Linked DNA regions of Sus scrofa: regions 1, 2 and 4 are each linked to region 3. Evidence: chromatin contacts called from public Hi-C and HiChIP or PLAC-seq data. All regions are on one chromosome and are shown on one strand. Each heading gives the region's core, a stretch centred on a gene start, on an enhancer-like site or on the middle of the called end of the contact. The rest is flanking DNA. Distances are from core to core; before and after follow the strand shown.

Region 1 (3,229 bases), core at 255-2,754, 160 kb after region 3:
TAGATTAGTAGTAATACTGTAAAACTCTGGGAAGATACTAAAAGCCATCGGCTTGCAACAACCACCAAAACACGATGTCTCCAGATGGCCAGCCTGCGGTTGTAACGACAGTAAACAAAGATGTCTAAGAATGACAAATAAGGAAAGCAATAAGAAGAAAACAAAACACCTGTCCTAAACACATAGACACAATTTGTCTTGCGAGAGAAACCTGAAAAAATTTGCATTCTAGAGATCCTAGTGAGTAGCCCTCATTTTAGAAAAAAATTATCTGATTGATTATATATTTTCTTTTTCTTCATCGCCAGAAAGTTCGAAGTCAAATCTGAAGCTCAACTATATCAATTTTGGAAACTTATTTACCTAGCTTTTAATTTGTTTGTCAGACATCTTCTTGCAAAATAATTTAAAGCTGCTCAGAATACACAGAAGACAAGAAAACTTTAAGTGAAAAACAAGAATAGCAACAATCAAAACACACACATAACAAGTGGGCTGCTTCAAGTTAATTTTTCAAGCTTTCTAGCAGCCCACCAAATTAAAAAAACAACCAATCAGTTTGCCAACTCACAGGGTTTGAATAAGATAGAAATCAATTGCTCAGGTGAACAAACAACTAATCCTAAGACTGAAAAGGAATTCTCCTGAGGAGCCGCATAAAGAATATTGGGTAGAAAAAATATCTCCGTTGCACAGAAAGATAATAACTAACAGATTTGCTTCTTAAGAACAATTAAATGAAAGAAATTCAATAGGAGGTCAATATAATTGCCTCACAGATCTGGCTTAATTCAGGGCAGTAAGACTGGTGAGATCTACACCTTTCAGCCAAATCTCACACAAACAATTCTTCACAGCTAGATGCTCTTCAACACAGGATGACAGTGAATCCAAGGCAATGAGTTGGACCGAGCTACGTGTTTATCTCGACTTTTTCCATGTGTCTGATAGCCTACACGTCCGTATGTTTATCACTGTGTTTTACCGCTGTGTACACTAAAGTTTTAAAGTAGCTATGCTTATCTCAACATAGATAAACATACATGAAAATACCTGATGTTATGAACAAGTATCTATCAAAAAATCCTTTCCCAGCAAAGGCATCTGACCTAAGCAAATACTAGGAAACATGACACCAAGTTCTATTCTTACTGGAAAAACTTTCCCCTAAGCAACCCTGGGCAGGCTACCGGGCCAAATTTTGCTCTAAAATAGGACTGGATAATTATGTTCTGTTACAAACTGACATTTAAGATTAATTAAGGTACTCATCTAATAGTTTGAGTTTTTAAAAAACCAGGCACTATAAGCCTAGAATATAATTCTTCTACCTAAGGTTTCCAAAAAATGTTTTATTCCACAAAATGCTTTCCAATAGGGCTCTTCTTATACTTGAAACGCAAATCTGTGTATGATATTCACCTCCAGTCAATACACTATTCCTTTGTTATCAGGTATTACAGAACGACATCAAGGGGCTTCAAACGTCGCGCACATTCCACCAGTGGCCTCTACCAACTAACCACCACACGCTTAGAAGACGCGAGCATTACCGTCCGCCGTGGTCGCCTTCTGGTGCGGCATCAGCATGGCAGCAAATTCTTGAAGCTGATTTCCTCTGATGATCCTATCCAGGTACATCTTCTCTAAGATCCCATAAGCAGCAAGTTGCTGGCACCTTTCATCCTTAAAGAGAGTAGCCAGCATCCGAGAACGCTGCTGTCCTAAGGGAAATAAATAAGCATCAAATACGCCCACAATCTATTTTTTCAATGAAAAACAACCTTTCTTACGACTCCATTTTTGCCTCCTAAAATATACAGTTTATTCTTATGTGTACTGGAATGGTCCATAAAATTACTGCCGGCACTGAGTCCGTGAAAATTCAACTGCTGCTCCTGGAGGAAAGAAAGGGTCAGGTTCCTATGAGCCTCTGGTCACGAAATCTGTGTATTTCTGTTCAAAGGCGCCTTATTTAACACATACTGTTAATTCATAACATCGAACTCATGGCCTACGCTGTAACTCACGCCTGACTGAAGCTTATCTAACGTAAGACGTATTTCCTCCATAAGGAACGTCGCAGACTTCTCACACCCAAGGACACAAGACAGTTCTTCAGCACGATGCTGAGGGGCCATTTCAGATAGCAAAATCATCAACAAAATGCATGAAAATATAACACACGTGGTATTAAATAGACCACAAAAAGGATACTTGTTTGAGAGCTGAAACAAGGCAGATCATTGCCTTGTTCAGCCCCAGCTGGGAAAATATACAGAGAGACTCAAATTTTTTTGTGCTCTGCACACATCTGCAAATGACTGTAAAAGCATCTAGAGTGTCAACTTGGGGTGACAAATTTTAGTAAGTAGGCAAATCCGCAAATACAGAATCTGCTAATGACAGGGATCAACTGCACATTCATTTGTGAAGACGATGACACAGTCCAACAGGGACTGGTTCCAAGACGAAAAATTAAAAACAAACAAACAAACTGAGTCAAACATCCAAGAATGTTCATAGCAGTGCCATCACCAATAGCCAACAGGAAACTACCAGAAGGCAACAAGAACAAACAAATTGTGGGGGATGTTCACGTAATAGGTAGGATACATGTAACAGTGAAAATGAAGAAATTATGTAACAATATGGATAAATTTCATAATATTGAGCAAAAGAAACAAGAGTATATGTACTCTATGATTTAATTTATGTAAATATAAGAAGCATGAAAAACTAACATATACTAAGGCCTGCTCCTAGAGGAAGGAGGGTGGTTTGGGGGCTAATGGTTAGGAGAAAGCAGGGCAGGAGCTTTCAGGGTGCTGGCAATATTTTGTTTCTTGTTCTGAACACTGATTACATTGTTTGTGACAATTTATCAAATTGTAAACTTTTGATATGTACAGTCTTCTGTACACTATACACACAGAAAAATAAGCAGGAAAAAATCCAATGATATTTGAAAAGAAGAAAGGAGGAAAAGGGAAATAAAGTTCTTGAAGAACCATAGCTAATTAATGCAGAAGAATTGGTAATTCACCAGTTATCATGTCCATTTTATATCACACATACAATGGCTAATCCAGACAAGGGTTACTAATAAGTATTAAACTCCAGAAAGGAATATGTGAAAGGAATCTGAGGAACAGGATTGTGGTGGTGTCAAAGCAGCACCCCAGGAATTATTCACAAAGACAAAACCCACTGAGTGAGGCCAGGGAGC
Region 2 (3,421 bases), core at 4-2,503, 140 kb after region 3:
AATTTTGTTCAGAAGGGTTTTGTTTTTTTTTTGCCTGTGTTGTCTACACCGTGCTCTGAGACGGGGGAGGAAGTCTTAACCTTTACCTTGGCAGTGGGATTGCCAAGGAATCGAGTTAATAATTTCACTGAAGAGCAGAGAGGGAAGGCGTGACCTGGGAAAGGGAGTGACTCCGTCTGCTGATTTGCTCTCAGGGTCTTCCTGGGTGACCTGGGTGGCGCGGGGTCGGGGGGTGACTCAGTTCTCAGGACATGACCGCAACACTTGCACATCACAGGCACAATGAGACCACGGTACCAACACCTCCTAAACAGGAACATGCGAATCCTCCAACCCCTAGTATCCTTACTCAAGTAAGTGAATTACAAGCTCTAACACAAGCTTAACTGGTAGCTTCAGCAGGATTTCTTTCTTATTTGTGTATTTACTTATTTTTTACTTTTTTTGTGGGGGGGCAAAGGTGGGCCCCACGAGCAGCACATGGAAGTTCCCGGGCCAGGGATCAAACCCGGGCCACAGCAGTGACAACTCTGGATCCTTAACTTGTTGTGCCACCAGGGAAATCCCACATATAGGATTTCCTTTATTTATTTATTATTTATTTTCTTTTTATGGCCACACCTGCAGCATATGGAAGTTCCCTGGGCCAAGGGTCAGATCTAAGCTGCAGCTGAGGCCTATGCCACGGCCACGGCAACGCCAGATCCTCAACCCACTGAGCGAGGTGAGAAAGAACCCACACCCTCATGGACACTATGTCGGGTTCTTAACCCGCTGAGCCACAACGGGAACTCACACAGGATTTCTCAAGTGTGACCAAATCCTTCTCCCTTCTTGAAATGTTTCCGAGGCCCCTCAGGACCTCCATGGCCCTCTCTGAGCAGGCAGACCTCCTCATCACCCAGTCTCCAGCCTGCCTGGGGTCCAGCCTCCTCCCCATCTCTCCCCCGGCTCCAGCCTTGCTGAAGGAAACCTGCAGGTGCCGAGAGCTGCCAGGGCACCCAAAGAGGCTCTTTCCCCTCTTCTCTCCCGATAAATTTCTAATCATCCTTCAGTGTTCAGATCAAGCAGCATCCTTCCCAGCGGGTTGAGCGCCCATTTCTGTGAGGGAGGCCACGGCATCTTGAGCAGGTTTCTATTGAAAATTTTTCCTCTGATGTGGCTTCCCTCCCAGACGGCAGTCAGAGGCACGGTCGGGGCTGAGGCCCGTCTCTGGACCGTGACTGGGTCTCAGTGAGTCATTCAATGCGTAGACGAAGGCAGTAGGACAAAAAGGAGACAGACGTGCCAAGGAGCGGGCCTTCCCCAAACGACGGGGTGGGGCTCCGGGAGCCGCTGATGCCCCGCTGGCTGAACGAGAGCAGTGGGGAGGCGTCGGCGGGCAGCCTTCGAGGCGAACGGCCCAGGATCTGGGCACCCTAACTTTCGGCCTCTGCCCTCCTGTGCGCAGGTCTCTGTGGCATATTTTGCTTCTCGTGCCTGGCGGTTCAAGTTGCATCTGACCTGAACGAATGCTGCCTGTGTGGAACGAGTGTCGCAATGCGGACCCTCTACAGGACTCGCTACGGCATCCCGGTGAGTCTGGCACCCCACCGAGGCACCCGCGGCCATGGTCAAAACAGTTGTTACAAACAGGGAGGCCATTTGATGGCCTCCATCAGCCGACTTTGACTGGGAGGAGTTTCCCAGCAGGTGCAACCTTGTGCTCCATCACTGCAGCAAGGGGGCCCTAGGAAAAACCACTCTCCTGTTTGCAGTGGGGGTCCCACAGGGAACGAGGATTGAACCTGCCACGCCCAGGAGCGTTACACACGGTACATGGCTTGCTCTTACACCATCCCTGTAAAGCGGGTAGGTCCACCACACCTGACAGATGAGGACTTTCCAGGTTTGCTCAGTTTGGGCTTTTCGGGGCTGCACCTGCGGTATATGGAGGTTCCCAGGTTAAGGGTCGAATCAGAGCTACAGCTCCCGACCCAGCCACAGCAACGCAGGATCTGAGCCACGTCTGTGACCTACAGCTCACAGCAATGCTGGATCGTTAACCCACTGAGCGAGGCCAGGGATGGAACACACCCCCTGGTGGATACAATTCAGGCTCATTACCACTGAGCCACAGTGGGAACTTCCAAGGACTTTAAAGTTTTTAAAGGTAGAGTAAGTCAGGCAAAGATATGCCCTAGTAATAGAGGGGTCGGTATTCACCCCTAACTTTCCACACCTGCACATCCCATTACGCCAAAAGCTCCACTTTACATAATAGAAGATATTAGTCAGTGTTCTCCAGAAACAGAAGCAAAAGGAGATAGAGATGATACAGATATATAAAGAGAACAAGAGATTTTAAGGAATCAGTTCACATGACTGTGGGCCTGGCAAGTCCAAAAAGCAGGGTAGGCCTACAGGCTGGGAAGAGTTGCAGAGTCCAAAGACGGCCTGCTTGCAGAATTCCTTCTTGCTCAGGAGAGGTCAATCTTTCTCCATTAAAGCCTTCAACTGATTAGATGAGGCCCACCCACATTACGGACACTTAGGTAAGTCAGTCTCCTGATTTAAGTGTTAATTTCATCTAAAATCTGACCTTCACACAGAGTTCCCATTGTGACACAGCGGAAATGAATCCCACTAGGAACCCTGAGGTTGTGGGTTCCATCCCTGGCCTCACTCAGTGGGTTAAGGACCCAGCATGGCCATGAGCTGTGGTGTAAGTCGCAGACACGGCTCGGATCTGGCACTGCTGTGGCTGTGGCAGCTGTAGCTCTGATTAGACCCCTAGCCTGGGAACCCCTATATGCCGTGGGTGCGGCCCTAAAAAAGACAACATAAATAAATAAATACATAAATAAAATAAAATAAAATCTGACCTTCACAGAAACATCTGCAATCGTGTTTATTGGCTATCTGGGGAGTATGGCCTAGCCAGGTGGACCCACAAAATTAACCAAGACAGGAAACAAATGAAGAGGCTGAATCTTTTAGAACTTATTTTACTCCACTGAAATGATTTTATCTTTTCATTTCAAAACAGTTCTTAGTTTTTTAATTATAAAAATAATACATATATCTGTAATTTTATGGCAAATTCAAACGCAGAAGTGTATACAATAAACAGTGAAAATCCAACCCATTTACAATCGATTTCACTACTCAGTGATAAACTTATTCATAATGCGGCAAGCCTTCTCCCTCGGTTTTCTTCCTATGCCTGTAAGGCATACGAATCTAGATTAGCTATGGCTATAGTTACAGAACTAGACATAGGAGGTTTGGGGCTTGCAGGCTCTTTTATTTTGTCTTTATCTTCTAAAATGAGTTCATATTATACGGTAACCTGTTTTCTTTTTTCCCCTTAAGATGTGGTAGACCCCTTTCATGTCTGTCATACAGATTCTTTTTAATGTCTGTCTTGGATTCCATCATG
Region 3 (3,058 bases), core at 475-2,974:
AAACTGGTGATTTGGTAAGTACAATGTTTTCCTAAGTTCTGTCAATCCCTCTAGCACATTCACCAAAACTAAAGAAGGGGTCTTGGGAACCTCCCATCTATAGCCAGTGTATGGGAGCCAGTGTATGGGAGAGTCACCCTCAAATGTGCCTCTTTGGCATGGGTTCTATTTTAGGCTGGTTGTTTTTTAAGAAACAAATGGGTCAGGAAGAGCTTTAACCTCCTTCCCTCTCCAACTGCCTAAAACATTTAAGAAAGAGGACATGTTCCAGGAAAGGAGCTATCAACATTTAAAACCACAGTACAGTGTGAGCTAGTGTGACACTTTAGAACTTTCCACCTCCCTGATAGACAGGGCGAAAAACCTAGCAGAATCTATTTGTTAAGATTCTCTGTGTCCTACTGTTTCTGTTTAGCCCAGCAAACATTTGTTTACCAAACGTTTGCTCCTTTCATTCTTTCTGTGAATGGTCTTCTATCTCTTTGAAGTCCCAAACCCCTTCCCCCTTCTCCTTAGTCCAGAAGGCCATATATAATGCATTTTTACCTTTGAGTGTTCTCATATTTGGAATCCCTATACATATGTAATGAAACTTTACTTTCTCCTCTCAATCTGTCTGCAATTATTTTTGAGACCAGCCAGAAGAAACTAGAAGGGCAGAGGAAAACTTTTTTCCTCCCCAACAGAGGTAGGTCAGACGCGGAAGTAACAACCTGGACTTTTGACTTTGGGGGGAGGGGCAGTCTTCCAGGACTGAGCCAGCAACCTGCAGAAATCTGATGCAAACTCCAGATGGATAGTGCCAGAACTATGTAAAATTATAGGACACTCAGGTATTGCAGAATTGCTTGATGTGTGGAAAACACATACATCTGGGGTCTCAAGTCAAGCAGTGTTGTAGTATTGAGAGTAAACACACACAGGAGGAAGTGTGTTTTTTCCTTTACAATTATGTAATAAAATTTCCCAGTGTCTTGAAATCTGTCTTCAATTGAACAAATTGTGAGTTTTGTAAATTTATTAAGGGCCACCCCCTTAACACCACCACTGGAGACTCAAGATATCACAGAATCACTGTTCAGGTTTCAAAGGAAGCCACTTAAAGCCTCTATACAAAAAAAAAAAAAAAAAAAAAAAACCATTCCCTAGAATATAAGAATTCCAATGAGCAACTTGACCACGGTCACTCACTAAGTGGTTAAATGGGACAATACATATACAGTGCCTGTAACAGTGCCTGGCACCCCGCGCTGCCCAATAGCTGGCTATGATCATGCAGCTCAAACCAAATGTTCTCGCTGCAGTCTCTTGGCATCCCACACACTCGCTGCCTCTGGATTACACTAACCCCTTTGAAATGATTACCAAATTTAAGATTTTCACTTGCATAATGAACGACCCTCACCTCAGCAGGGTTTTAATTTACATTCTTGGTTTGGCCTCTTCGTGCTCTTTCAAGCTTTGCAAATGTAACGCCTGACTGCGAATACTGGGTTCAGCAGGAGGTTTTGTTCTATTACACATTTTGATGACAGGAATTTCTTTACCTGAAGAACCCCCTCACAGGGCAAGGTGACCACGATAATTTCCACTTCACCTTACTCAAAAAGCTCGCGCCACCCAGCCGCCGGGACTGGACAGGCACGGACGGTCCCGCCGGCGGACGCCACCGCGCATGCCTGCGGGGACGCGGACGCGCGGGAGTGACGTCAGGCCAGCGCGCCGGAGCTCTCCCGAGCGCCATGCTAGGCGCGGGCGGCGCGGGGCTCGCGCGGGCGTTGCGGGCCAGGACGCAGGCGTGGCTGTGGGGTTGGCGTGGCCGCTCGCTGGCCTTGGCGCGCGCGGCCGGCGGCCTCCACGCGTGGGGCCGGCAGCCCTCGGCCGGGCGCGAGCCGCGCGGGCGGCGGCGGAGTCTGTCGGCGGCGGCAGTCGTGAACGCGGCGCCCCGCCCGCTGCAGCCCTACCTGCGCCTCATGCGGTTGGACAAGCCCATAGGTGAGTGCGGACGCGCGCGGCGGGCCGGGCGCTGCCGGCGCCGCAGTGGGAGTGACTCCCGGAAGCCGACTACCCCCAAGACACCCGAACGGGGCGAGCTCCCAAGCGACCAGGCGGCTTCCACGCCCCTCTGAGTCCTAAGCAAAAAATTCGCTTATCACAAAGCCTAGTTCACGTGGTGAGTCGCGCGGAAATTCCGTGCCCGTATCCCTGCGTCTGCGCGGATTTCCAGAATGGAAGCGCTTCCACATTCGTTGTGGTTCATTCTTCCCAGGATCCAGTGAGGCTCCCGAGCAAGTGTTTGAGATGATAAAGACGCTGAGGCAACTAGGGCTTTTTGGCAGAGCGGGCTTTTTGGATGCTGAGTGTTTTAGTACTCTGCCTGCGCCACGAAGATTTAATTCATTCAAATGCAGCGGGTACAGCACTTAGGGACTACTTACTAGTTCACCATCTCCTCTTAAGGGAGGGTTTCCCTGATCTTCCCATGTAGAATATCACCTCCCTCTATCTTTGTACCCTCCCGTTTTTCTTCTTAGCACTGGCCACTAAGTAACCTCACGCATTTATTGTTTGATAAATGTGTCCACTACAGAATAAGCCTCCCTTATATGGTACATTTATAACTAGTGTCTAGAACAGAGCCTGGCAGTAGCACTGAATGAATTAGTTCCTTCAACATCGCTTAGCCTTGGGTTTAGAAAAAGCGATGGAAACGCTGCATTTTCAAAGAACCCCCGGTCTAGTTAAAAAAGACAAAGTATTGGGTGAGGTGGGAAAGTATGGGATCAAATATAAGTGATACAGATAAGAGATGCAGCAGGGAAAAGAGTAATTATTGTGATTCTCCATTGCTGGAAAAAAAAAATCAAGTAGAATGTGCACCTCAGGACAAGTAGATTTTGTAGAGAAGGAAAGAGCTCTTAATTGGTGAGGGAAATATTTTTGCCAAGACCCAAGGGTGGAGTGTTGGAACGCTAAGGATACAAGCTGATGTGGAACCGCAGGTGGGCAGAGGATATAGTGGGAGTCAAGGCCAGATAAGAGCTGGACTGAAGAAGGA
Region 4 (3,049 bases), core at 254-2,753, 180 kb after region 3:
CTATCCAGATGCACAGCAGAGATGACTGCAATCTTGTAAATCAACTACACTTCAATAAAACTTTTTAAAAATGTGAAAAAACAAAAATGACTCTATTAAAATTACATGCAGAAAGGACTGAGCCATGAGACATATTCAACTTATTTCCAACCCAGGAAATAAGTCCATATATATTTAAGAACTGCTTAATAATGATAATAACAACAGTAGCGATGGCAATCCTGTGGCTCGAAACCTCAGGTCCTGGTCTACGCGATTTACGAGTGACATAAGTGCACACACACACATATACTCATTTTGTCCTCAGACAGAAGCAGCCCATTTTCCTGAGACGGAAACTGCGGCAGAAAGTAGTTAATCCCAAGGCGCAGAGCTAAATTTCCCACTCATAAAAGTAGATTACATTTACCACCAGGCAAAAGCATTACAACCTACGTAAAACAAAGTCAAGGCTTCAATAGCCAGGTTAGAGCAGGTGCATCCTATGAATACGGATCAAAGCGATCTCAGCTGTCAGCTTGAGAAACACGCTTTAAGCAGAATGCATGTTCATTACAAAAGAACAGCGCCGCGAAACCTACAAAGAGAAAACAAGACAACTTTATCCATCCATCCATCCATCCATCCATCCATAATTAACACTGTTGAATAACGGCTTGCAGGGCAGGCACACATCACACATTTTAACTTGCAGTGGACCTAAGCCCTCCGCATAAATTCCGACGAACTTCCTAAACAATCTTGAATCCTGGAAACACCACCACTCTAGACATCCTGACGCACGTCGTGGTGACATTCCACCTCCGTGCCCTTCTTCAGAGTTGCTGGCGGAGCGAGAGAACCCACAACACAAGAACCCACACAAGATGGTTTAGTGGTTCTGGACGGCGTGAGAGCGGCCATAACTCCACAGCCCCCGTCAGCCGCAAGAAGACATCTCCCCGGAAGGCTCTGCACCAAGGACCCAGACTATCAACTTCCCTCACTCAAAAAGAAAAAAGGGGAGAGCCGGGGCAGAGAGAGGCCAGAATGCGGGGTGCGAGGCCGGCCAGCGAGGGGAAGGGGCACCAGGCGAGGCGTGAAGGCCACGGGAGGAAGGTCCCACAGCCCGCGCTTCTAGAATCTTGGGACCAGAAGGGATGCCCTTGGGACTGAGTACGCGAAGAGTCGCCCCAGATCGACAACCCCCCGGGCTCCCTGCACAAGGTCCTCTCCCGTTTTCCGCGGCTCCCGGCAGCTGCCTCCACAACCGGCCTCAGGCCCGCCCCCTTGGTCATCGGGCCCACTCCCAGCTTCACAGCTGAAAGCCGCCATAAATCCAAGGAAAACAAGTCTCTGGCTTCCCTCCCCACCTTCCAGGCCCCTGGGAAATACTCACTTGCCCGCCAGATCTTTATGAGAGCCGCTCGAATTCATGAGCTGGGCCAAATCCTGCCGCACGGCTGCCGCCATCTTCCTCCGAGCTCAGCGGAGGCTGCGGGGCCTCTCGCGGCCAAAGGGAAACGAGTCTAGTCCTCCAGAGTCCGGCCAGAGGGAACCCGAGAGGCCACAGAGTAGCGCCTGTGTGGGCCAGAGCGCCGAGGTCGGGAGCCTGCGTTAGGCCCGCCCCCAGCGTTGAGTGACGCGAAGCTCCACTGCTCAGATCCTAAGCCCGCCCAGGCGTCTCCCGCCGACTCCGGCTCGCACGCTCCCACTTGGGATTGGCGGGTGAACCCCAAGGGGCGGAGTCGCCTGTGCACCTCCTGTAAGTGTCCGATACGCAAAACCACTCCATCTTCAAGTTCCGTGGCTCTCGTCTTGCTTTACCGTTCCTTGTTCTTCAAGGCGGCACCTGAACTACTCATAATAAAGAACGAGTTGGTTTTTGTGTACAGTTCACCACAGACCAGTACTTTTGTCAAGTACAGTAAAATGTGCGCCCATCCCTGTTTCCACTCTTCACACTTTATATAGGTTGAGCATACATCCCAGTTTGTCCAGGACAGGAGTAATTATTTACTCTGTAAACTGTTCCATTTGGATAACAAATTATATGATCACCCTACCTTGATATGTAATTGTATTTATTATCCCTGTATCTTTATACAATTTCTGTCTGCAAATACAAGCAAATAAATGTAAATTTTTGTCTATCCTTTCTAGCTTTCACAAAAGATAATACACCATATCATTATTCTGCTCTTGCTTTTTTCACTATTCTTGAAGATGCAAGTCCGCATACCTGCTTCATTCTTTTTTTAGAGCTGGAGAGTATTACATATCATAAGGGACACCCTGGTTTATTGAATCTGTATAGCTAGACACTCGAGTTGTTTTTAATTAATCGCCAGTGCTGCAGTGAATAACCTTGTTCGTACCTCATTTTGTACGTGTACATGTAGAATACATTCCGAGAAGAGAGCTGAAGGGTCGACGTACTTACAGTTGTGATAGATGTTGCCAAATTGCATTTTATAGGAATGGTACCATTTTGCCTTCCAAGCAGCAATATCATAGGGGTGCAAATTTCCTCAGACTTGCCAACACAGGATGTTAAACTTTTGAATTTCTGCACTCTATATGTGAAAACTAGCATATTCCCTCTTTGGGGAAGGGGAAAGAAAAGAAGACCAGAATAGGAGTTCCCGTCATGGCTCAGTGGCTAACGAATCCAACTAGGAACCATGAGGTTGTGGGTTCGATCCTTGGCCTCGCTCAGTGGGTTAGGAATCTGGCGTCGCCATGAGCTGTGATGTAGGTTGCAGATTCGGCTCAGATTCCATGTTGCTGTGGCTTGACTCCTAGCCTGGGAACCTCCATATGCCCACCTGCGGTCCTAGAAGAGGCAAAAACACACACACAAAAGACCAGAACAAAGAAATCCTTTGAGAAAGTAATGAGATTACCCACATCCATTCAGAACCCACTCCATTGTTAAGAACTTAGGCAAATCACGGAGTTCCTGTCATGGCTCAGAGGTAGTGAACCAAACTAGTATCCATAAGGATGCAGGTTCTATTCCTGGCCTCACTCAGTGGGTTAAGGATTTGGCCTTGCCTTGAGCTGTGGT

The links. Hi-C and Micro-C count contacts between places; a contact is called where the count stands out from the background. HiChIP or PLAC-seq counts read pairs in DNA pulled down with a chosen protein or histone mark.
Region 1: a contact with region 3 is called in an H3K27ac HiChIP or PLAC-seq map of skeletal muscle. The contact joins the enhancer-like site here to the promoter of COQ2 in region 3. A contact is called at or near these places in 22 of 47 Hi-C or Micro-C datasets (adipose tissue, alveolar macrophages, blood and 12 more) and 2 of 2 datasets of contacts at active chromatin or transcription factors (alveolar macrophages and skeletal muscle).
Region 2: a Hi-C map of omental adipose tissue shows a contact between it and region 3, with 3 times the contacts expected there. The contact joins the enhancer-like site here to the promoter of COQ2 in region 3. A contact is called at or near these places in 1 of 5 promoter capture datasets (liver), 19 of 47 Hi-C or Micro-C datasets (alveolar macrophages, blood, embryonic fibroblasts and 11 more) and 2 of 2 datasets of contacts at active chromatin or transcription factors (alveolar macrophages and skeletal muscle).
Region 4: a contact with region 3 is called in an H3K27ac HiChIP or PLAC-seq map of skeletal muscle. The contact joins the promoter of COPS4 here to the promoter of COQ2 in region 3. A contact is called at or near these places in 6 of 47 Hi-C or Micro-C datasets (fibroblasts, liver, omental adipose tissue and 2 more) and 2 of 2 datasets of contacts at active chromatin or transcription factors (alveolar macrophages and skeletal muscle).

The regions. Positions count from the first base shown.
Region 1 is chr8:135,289,282-135,292,510 of Sscrofa11.1, forward strand. COPS4 (COP9 signalosome subunit 4) reads right to left here. Exons shown (of 10, transcript NM_001105304.1): 7 at 1,554-1,724. It overlaps LOC110262195 (a long non-coding RNA gene), which reads left to right. Exons shown (of 2, transcript XR_002346887.1): 2 at 1,455-1,692. Among named protein-coding and RNA genes, the nearest start is that of COPS4, 23 kb to the right of the region's middle. Within about 2 kb of position 1,505, at least 3 of the 83 cell types and tissues checked have an H3K27ac peak or open chromatin away from gene starts, as enhancers often do. A contact at or near this core is called in skeletal muscle, where this site is marked.
Region 2 is chr8:135,267,013-135,270,433 of Sscrofa11.1, forward strand. It overlaps PLAC8 (placenta-specific gene 8 protein), which reads left to right. Exons shown (of 5, transcript XM_003129352.4): 3 at 1,451-1,575. Among named protein-coding and RNA genes, the nearest start is that of PLAC8, 18 kb to the left of the region's middle. Within about 2 kb of position 1,254, at least 7 of the 83 cell types and tissues checked have an H3K27ac peak or open chromatin away from gene starts, as enhancers often do. A contact at or near this core is called in omental adipose tissue, where this site is marked.
Region 3 is chr8:135,128,762-135,131,819 of Sscrofa11.1, forward strand. It overlaps COQ2 (4-hydroxybenzoate polyprenyltransferase, mitochondrial), which reads left to right and starts at 1,725. Exons shown (of 7, transcript XM_003129357.5): 1 at 1,725-1,995. The coding sequence starts at 1,743. LOC102167078 (a long non-coding RNA gene) reads right to left here and starts at 1,677. Exons shown (of 8, transcript XR_001304089.2): 1 at 1,548-1,677.
Region 4 is chr8:135,312,841-135,315,889 of Sscrofa11.1, forward strand. COPS4 (COP9 signalosome subunit 4) reads right to left here and starts at 1,504. Exons shown (of 10, transcript NM_001105304.1): 1 at 1,379-1,504. The coding sequence starts at 1,452.